Linked DNA regions of Gossypium arboreum: region 1 is linked to region 2. The links are chromatin contacts, called in public Hi-C maps. All regions are on one chromosome and are shown on one strand. The core of a region is the stretch at or near the end of the contact, and the rest is flanking DNA. Distances in the headings are between cores, read along the strand shown.

Region 1 (4,696 bases), core at 15-2,514, 64 kb after region 2:
TGCCATGGAGAAGGCCTGGGGTTTTTCACAGAGACTACTATAGACATTATGCTTCTAAGATGTGCGTTCTGTTTGGAATTAGAGGTTACCCATTCTACATGCTTGCTTCCAACTAGTATATCAATTATGTCCCTAACAAGATGTTTACCCTTATCATCTCGACGTAGTCCGGATAGCCTTGCTTCTTCATCATAAGTCATGTTCAGTTGATATGGTTCCTAGGGCAGCTATTGTTTTAATTGCCCTTTTCGGATTGCCAATTCTATTATGTTCTTCAAATGTACAAAATGCTTTGTGTGGTGCTTAAGAGCATTGTAATATATATAGTGATGGTTTGAGTTATTGCGATCCTGGCTAGGTGTTAGCTGGAGTGGCATTTACAAAATACCTTGGTACTCGATCTGATCGAATATCTGGGCTAGAAAGCAGGTGAGTTCATGGTAAGTTCTATATTGATTGTAAGGTGCCCGGAACCTTTGATCTTAGCCAACCTTGTTCCCCTGGATGGGTCCTGAACAGTCAGAGGCATGGACATTATTAACCCTTTGTCGATCTCTCTGATTTGAAGGGTTGTATTGCCTATGCTCCATGTTGCCTACCCTAGAATGGGTCATTGGCTGCTGATAGCCTTGAGAACGTTGTGGAGGGGAACGACGCGGAGGATTAGACTGCTGGATGGTGGACACAAAAGAGTTGGCACGAGCTCTTTCTACTTCATCACCTTTCAAAAATTTGTGAACCATTTCATACAACGCGGATAACTTGCTCGGTTGATTCCCAATAATGATGTACCTCAAATGTTGGTGGGTGGCCCCGACAGCAAAGGAGTGGATGACCCCTTAATCTGTAACCCCCATTGTTATCATAGTGGTTGCACTGAAACTACGAACATAATCTCGGAGGGATTCATTCACCCCTTGGCATATGGTCATCAGATAAGCGGGAGACTGTTGAAGTGTTTTGTTGGCCAGGAAGCAGCTCATTAATTGCCCATGTAATTGCTCGAAGGAGTGAATGGATCCTCAAGTACTGATAGGTACCACTGTCGAGCCGTTTGAGAGAGGGTCATGAAGAATGCTCTACACATGATAGTGTTAAAGGCCCTAAGAATTTTCATGTGATTGTTATAACGAGCTAAGTGGCCTTCTAGGTCTCTTGAGCCATTGAATATGAATTTCGGGAACATGAAAGAAGCTAAGATATGATTGGCTAATACCTCAGGAACGAGTGGCTCACTGGAATAGTTCCAAATGGATTCATCTACTTTGCCTCCATTTCCTATAGCATTTTTATATTGAATGCCTTGAGTCGCTCCACCGAGGAAGCGTTGCTGTTGCCTTGAGTATTCTGGGACACGACCGACTGGTTGCTATTTTCGGGTGGGTCATTCTGATTGTGACGTTCATGATCCATGTGGACTATGGATTGAGCTTCATTGCCCAAATGGGTAGGGTCGTCCCACCTGGGGACCTCTCGAGCTGCCCACAGCTTGTCAATCAACTGCTCATTTTAAAATTAAATTAGGACCAAATTGCTATTTGAACTAGAAATAAATTAGTTTTAATCTAACTAAGACCTAACTCAAATTATTATACACCAAATTAATTTAATTATATATCTAAACTATATCCAACAACCCAATGCAATCCTAAGATATCCTAAATTAATTAAAGGCATTAGATAAATCATTGAATTTGTTTTTCATTGAAAAGAAATTTTTAACATTTAATTTTATGAGTTTGATAACCATAATAATTTTTATTTAATTCAAAATTTTCAAAAAAATAGTTGAATGACTTAAGTAAATAAATAACTATTTATCACTTAAAAGTTGAAAAGATTAAAAAATTATATTCAAAATAAATTATCTTGTTAGTTTTGTTAAAAGTAAAATATTCAAATTATTATATTTAATTTTATCCAAAATCTCTAAAATAATATAAATTATTACATCAATAACATTAAAATTATGAAATAAATAATTTTCGAAAATTAAGATTTATTATTATTAAACAACATTATATGTGGTACTTAATTTTATTAGGGTAAACTACATTTGTGATTGCCCAAGTATCAATAAATTTCTTTTGGTCATTCAACTATAAAAAGTTACAAAGTTATTGCCTTAGCTACCCAACTATTTCAAGTGTTTTCATTTTTACGATAGTCATTAGTGATAAAAAATATTCAAGAGTTATGTAACCATTCTATAACTCTTGATAGTTGGGTGATCAAGAAAGAAATTTATCAATAATTAAGCAACCACTTTGTAACTTTTATAATTAGATAACAAAAAATTTCTAATAGGTGTATTTTACACTTTTTATTAACACAACAAATTTATAATATAAATTTAAAACCTATAAAATTTTGTATTAGAAAATGTTCAACACTTAACCTTTTAGTTTATCAAATAATACTCAACTTAATTTAATTAATTAGTTTATAACATTAATCCAAAACATATAATTAACTATCCTAGAGTAAATGTCAATCTAATAATAACTTATCTTTAAATTAATTCAGCAAACCGAGATTAATTAGATAATGAAAATTGATCCCTCAATTTATAATGTTTCTTATTTCAGTATCTATATTTTTTGGTAAAAAATCAGGAAAATGAGAGAATCGTACAAGTCACCGAGCGGTCCAAGGCGATTTTCGAATGTCCGACTTTTTAATCATTGGATATAAGAATTGTTTCAGATCTAAAGCTGATTATAAAATGATTGGTTGTAAGGATACAATAATAATGCATGGCGAAGAAGATCGTTCTGGTGTACTTAACATGCAGAGAAACATGCAAATGCAGAAAAAAATCCGTCTTTCACCTTCTAACCATTACAAAACTAAACTTACAACACTGTATACCAACACCAAGGCCTTTTCACCCAAAATTAAAATAAATAATAATTGAAAGCCAGTGCATTCGAGACGACTGGGAGCACCCCATATCTCGAGCAGAAGAAGATACAACAGCCCATTCTCTCCCTATTGTGAAACAAATAAATGCCCAACACTCACCTCAAAGACAGTTGGAAAATTGACCAATGATGATAGATACAAAATCAAGAATGAATCAAAACAGCAAATAGCGGATCGAGTTATTCATTCGGCTGCTAAAGCAAGATGAGGCCTCAGAAAAACAGCCCCCTCCACTACTATTTCTTTATTTCTTTCCACTATGGTACAGGTACCAGATTCAACTCAAGTGGCTTTAGTGCTCCTTGCACAATCTCTTGAACTGTTCGATTACGACGACAAACATCAGATAACTCTTCAACAGGGATCATCAGGACATTGACATCAGCTCCGGAGGCAGCATCTGACAAAGCTTGCAAAAATCTTATGCGTTCGACCTCCTTGACAGCAGCCAATGGGATCAATGAAACACTTTCCTTAGCCCACTCCAGAGCTTGCATCCCATATGCTCGAGTTAGTGCTAGAAGTGCATATGCTACCTGAAGTAGTGAAAGGCCCCCACAAAATTCATCGTGTAAGATACTACTTCAGGCAATAGAGGTTTAAACTTATTCTGCTAATTAATCATTTGAAGGTCAATGCGCATAAAATATGGAGAATACAACAAATGTAGTAGAAGCTACCGTCTCTAATCGAGAACTTGGGAGTGCTCCAGTTAGGGAAGCCACCAGGATTCTAGTAATGGTAGCTCCTCGCGGAATAATGACACTATCCCTTATGGATAAAAATTGTTCTCCCTTGCTAGACTTCGCAAGATCAAAGATATCAGACAAGAAGGTCAAGATGGAATTGGAGGCCTCTCTGCAAAAAAAATATAATTAGGCGATAGATTTCTAGAACATTTAATAATAAATCATTAATTACCTTCAATCATAATTAATGATAATTACATTTTGGGATATACCAATATAATCTTTCTTTTCTTTCTTTGAACATCTGAAAATCCTATTTATCATCCAATACCAGTTTTCTTCTTCTCTCTCTCTCTCTCTCTCAATATAGATGAATTATTATTCTATCCACTGGCGGCGGATTTTTTAACTTCTCAAGCAAGATTAAGAAACCACCAAGTGTCTATTTTGGTTATTTTTATCTTTTTTTTTTTAAGTTCCCTTTCGGTTAATTTTTATCTTTCTAAATGTAATACAAGGGCACATGTCGGATTTAACTTCTACTGACAAGTGTATAGGATACTGATCATATATATTTACACTATACGAGTGTATAGTTTCTCTTTGTCAATGAAAAAGGAAAGATAAATAAAAGTATGTTTTAATCTTAGCTGTATATTTAATTTTGATCTAAGGGTTAGATACAAGTGTAGAACTCTTTAGTATTACATTAGTGTAATTGGATCTCTGGATCCCTTTCATACATTATATATGTGTATATATTTATATATAGAGAGAGAGATACATATTTAACTAATGAAATTTTAAATCAAACAATTAGTTAGATAATTTTAATTTACTCAAAAATTGAGGTGCATGATCTACATATGAAATAAAATGATTGTGTTAAATAAATATAAAATTGTGTAAAAAATACAAAAAGAAAGTAAAACTAACCAGTATTAAGTGAATCATTCCTCATACACACACATACAGATGTCATTAAGAAAAAACTTTCATGCTTAAAAAAGTTGGGTAAGGTTTAAAATGTCAATATAGAAGCCCAAAAGTCAAAGGCTTCTCCTATATCCAAGTGCTGAATA
Region 2 (4,727 bases), core at 2,071-4,570:
GTAAAAAAAAAATTATATTACTCATATCGGCGTTAATTTTTAAATTGCTCTTTCCAACATCCGGACGATTAAAATTCACTAAGCAAATGGCAGAAACATGGATAAGGTGGTTTACAACAGCAATGAACCAACATTCAAAGAAAAAAATGAGACTGGCAAACGCACTATTTTAGCACTAGCACGTGAAAACCAAACCAACCCAAACCGAATTCTTCTCGTTCAATAATACAACCCATATAATTTCAGAGGATCATTTCGATTCCAAGTGCTGGTGAATGCATTGAAAACAAAACCAAAACCCTCTACAACAACTAACATTGCATCTATGTATTGTAAACCTGCAAATATAAGGTACAGAGAACAATTTTTATTAACTTATCACTGCTGTCCCTCGCCTGACTCGTGCTTTGAAGCTTCCTTGATCTCATCTCCAGCCTCATCCTAAAACCAAGGAACAAGACAATAAATCATCTGAATAAGGAACTTCAAAAAAATCCATCATCAGGTAAAAAGGAACATCCAGTGTTGATCAATGAAATAATTAACATGAGCCATGAGATAATACGAAGCCCCAGGTTAACAACAATAACATCAGAATATTAGTTCTGAAACTACTCTGCTGAGGTGAAATGTGTTTGGCATGTATGCTGTGAAGAAACATTCTTGATATAGGTAAAGAAGCACTGATAATCTCGGAGATTAACTGAAAACTTTGAAATATTAGTCCTGACATTAAGCTATGAGATGTCATGCCAGGAAGTTTAGAGAACATGGTAGAGAACTGTAGTCATGTCCATGAAAGCAACTAAGTTCACTCAGGAATATAGCTTTAGACATTTTTCATATCCATGTCGCATGAAAATTTCATGATCGTGTGCACACACAAACTTATTTGGGGGGGGGGGGGGGATACCGTGATGTCAGATGTCCAAAGGGTCAGGTTGTCCCGGAGAAGTTGCATGATCAATGTACTATCTTTGTAAGATTCCTCACCCAAAGTATCCAACTCAGAAATAGCCTCATCAAAAGCCTGCCAAACGAAAAACATGCCATTTTAGTTTGCAAGCAACCGTTAGACAGTCAATTCATGCCCTCGAGAAGACATTTGTGGAAATTCGCATAAGAACAATCTAATTGTCATGCCTTAATACATAGAATTAAATTAACAAATCCCAGTAAAATGGACATCAATTTACAACATTACCAGACTTCTTATGGATAAAAGCAATAACATTTCTGTTCAGACTTGCTCTACACTAGAAAATGGAAAACTTAATGTAATAATTAGACTTCATAAGCAAAATGAGTTTATTTAGAGTAATCAATTTAACTCTTTTGTCCTAAGTTCAATGTCCGTACCATTAGTACAAACCAGATTCGCACAGTAGTTTTTAGGTGTTAACAAAATGGCTCCTCAAACTTGCAACTAGTTTATTCGATACAAGGAGTTGCCATCACAATTAAATCCAGTTGGGGTAGAATTAGATTAAAACAATTTACTATGCCCTCTGAAACAGATGAACCACGCCAAGAAATTAAAAGCCAGACGAGTTTACTTCTTTTAACTGTTCTACATCAATGACAAATAAATAAAAAGAAAAGATATTGATAGCAAAGCAGTAGAAAATAAACACCTGTTTTGCAAGATTGCAGGCACGATCAGGTGAGTTGAGGATTTCATAGTAGAAAACAGAGAAGTTGAGAGCAAGCCCCAGCCTAATTGGGTGAGTAGGAGCAAGCTCAGCAAGAGCAATATCCTGCCATCACAAAAATCAAAAATAAAACGGCTTAGAAATTTTGATCTTAATCTTTCCAGTGAAAGAAATGCTTAAGGAATTATAGAGAAAATAACTCATACTGACAAGACTGCATCAGCAATTGACCCACCTGAGCAGACTTGTAAGCCAACAAAGTGCTCTCGGCAGCTTCCTTCCTCTCAGCACCAGTCTTAAACTCAGCAAGATACCTGTGATAATCACCCTTCATCTTAAGGTAGAACACCTTCGACTCAGCAGATGAGGCCAAAGGAATGAGGTGAGATTCAAGAAGGCTCAAAATCCCATCACAGATCTTGCTAAGCTCAGCTTCAATCTTACCCCTATACTCCTTTAGTTGTGCAACATGATCCTCATTTCCTCTGCTCTCTTCCTTCTGCTCAATGGAAGAGATGATCCTCCAAGACGCCCTCCTTGCCCCAATCACATTTTTGTAAGCCACTGAGAGAAGGTTCCGTTCCTCAACAGTCAACTCCTCAACATCAACAGTTTTTGCAACTTTCTCCATGAACTCCACCATTTCCTCATAGCGTTCAGCCTGCTCAGCCAGCTTGGCCATGTAAACATTTTCCTCTCGTGATGATTCAGTTGAAGACATCTTTACAATATCAATCTAATACGTGATCCTGAGAACAGAGCAAGATTTACTCTCTTTTTTTTTAATACAAGCATTTCTAACCAAATCATGGGTCTAAACAAGAGCATCCACATCTAGAACAATCATTCGAGATATTCTCATTCCTCAATCCTAAACATAACCCCCCCCCCCAATTTTTAGCTCTTCGGTTCTTCAAAATTTTCCAACTTCTAGATCCAATCTTACTACCAAAAGATATAACCTACATTTAATTAATAATCCAAAAAAAAAAGATCCAAATTGTGAGTAAGATGAATCATCAGCACTAGCTCCTATCCTCCATTCCAATTTCCAACAGTTCCTCAGTATCCAAACTGTTATTTTTGGTTAGCTGAACTTTCTACTCTACAGCTTGGGAACAAAATTTCCTATTTCTTTTTTCCCCAATTTCAAGGAACCAAACAGAACACCAAAGAAGAAAAGAAACCCTAATTAGGAAAATCACGCAATGAAGAGCTCAAATCCTAAACAGATTGATTCTAAACCTATAAAATTAAAACAAAAAGAAAAAAGAAGAAGCTACAAAACCATTCATTGCATTAATAAAAAATCTAAGAACAAAATCGGGAAACGTTTAAAAATTAAAACCCTATAGATCTCAAATTAAAGAAATAAAATCCAAAATTATCAATAAAACGACGACCAAGAGTGACGTACCGATCGACGACTTTTTCGTTGGTGGAAGTGAGAAAGAGAAAATTATTCTAGGGAGTGAAGACTAAACTCTGAACAGCTAGAGGGCTGGTTTTTTTATAAAAAGGGTATCAAAGATTACACCAAAAAAACAAACAAAAAAAGTATCAAAGAGAGTAAGGGAGAAAGAGAGGGTGGTCCAATGAGACGGCGACAAGTAGTGGATAGCAGAGATTCCCTTGGAGTTTTGGGCTTGTGAAGCTGAGAGCTGAGTTAGTACATATTTAAGAGGAAAATTGTATGAAACTAACATACATTGTTATTAATTTATTTTTCAATAATTTAATATTATTTTAGTATTTTATCTTAAATTGTAGTATTTTTATTTTGAAAAAAATTAAATCCAAAATAATGTATTGAAATTTAGAATAAAAATATTGAAATGATAATGAATTATTGAAAAGGTATGAAATTGAATAGATATATTTGTTTAGGTATGAAATTGAGTAGAAATTATTAGGTAGTTTTTTTTGTTTTTATCTTGTAAATTATGCTCTTTCACATAAAAAATAGTGTTTTGCATGTAATTAAAATTGCTAACTCATTTTTAATTTTTATTTCAATTCATTTTCATTTTTCTTTCATCACTCTTAATTTTAGACGAAAGCGACTTTTTAGAATTGTTTTTCGTGTGTTTTGACCAATTTAATTAGTTAATTTAGACCTCTAAAATTTATCTTATGATATTCTATTTTTCGAGCCTCCAATGATTTTAATTATATGATTTTTATATTTTATATTTATCTTTTGGTATATCCCATTAAATTATATAAGTTTAATTCTACGAGGATTAGGTTTCCGCATTAATCTCTTAAATTTAGTGGAAATTGTTTTTCATGACACAATTTTTAGTTTTCATTATTACGTATGAAATTTGAGTTATTAGAAGAAAACAATTTTTCAAATTTTTCATGTGTTTTGAAATATTTGATTAGTCAACTTTGAGTTCTTATAAATTCATCTTATGATATTCATTTTGTCAATATTTGTAGTATGAAATGTGGTATTTCATTTGGTATATCCCTTTAGGTTATATGATTATTGAATTAGGGAACCAAGTTCTCAAAATAATATACTCCAAACTGTAAATTTAGGAATTTTAAGAAAGTGCGATATTATTATAATTTGACACATAGAATTTAGGTTATTAATAATCATTTTTAAGAATATTATTATTATTATTATTATTATTATTATTATTATTATTATTTTGAAATTTAAATTATTAGGTGAAAACAATTTCTTAAAGTTGGGTTTTGACAATTTGACTAACTAAATTTGAGACCCTATAAATCCATATTATGATATTTATTTATGTCTAGGACAAAGCAATTTTCAAAGTTGAAGTTCAACGGTGTTTGAGATTTGATTAGTCAAATTTAAGCCTTTTTAAATCCATCTTATGATATACATTTTTGTTGAACCTTAGATAATGCTTATACTATGAAATGTATTCTTTTCTGTTTGTGTATCTCTTTAGGCTATATGACTAATGTATTGGGAGAACCAAAGCCTCAAGTTAGCTTACTTGAAGCTTTAAACCTTGAAATTATCGACAAAATATAATATTTGGACTCAACATTTTAGGTTTTAATAATAAATTTTTTTATAAAATAAATTTT

What was found. Hi-C and Micro-C count contacts between places; a contact is called where the count stands out from the background.
Region 1: a contact with region 2 is called in a Hi-C map of leaf, with 2.4 times the contacts expected there. The contact joins the enhancer-like site here to the promoter of LOC108466060 in region 2. A contact is called at or near these places in 2 of 5 Hi-C or Micro-C datasets (both in leaf).

Annotation. Positions count from the first base shown.
Region 1 is chr7:95,944,942-95,949,637 of ASM2569848v2, forward strand. LOC108453569 (transportin MOS14) reads right to left here. Exons shown (of 27, transcript XM_017751745.2): 26 at 3,606-3,783; 27 at 2,808-3,461. The coding sequence ends at 3,183. Among protein-coding and RNA genes, the nearest start is that of LOC108453569, 22 kb to the right of the region's middle. Within about 2 kb of position 1,265, at least 2 of the 2 cell types and tissues checked have an H3K27ac peak or open chromatin away from gene starts, as enhancers often do. A contact at or near this core is called in leaf, where this site is marked.
Region 2 is chr7:95,878,878-95,883,604 of ASM2569848v2, forward strand. It overlaps LOC108466060 (14-3-3-like protein A), which reads right to left and starts at 3,321. Exons shown (of 5, transcript XM_053030701.1): 1 at 3,070-3,321; 2 at 1,888-2,401; 3 at 1,635-1,757; 4 at 914-1,030; 5 at 37-441. The coding sequence starts at 2,373. The coding sequence ends at 379.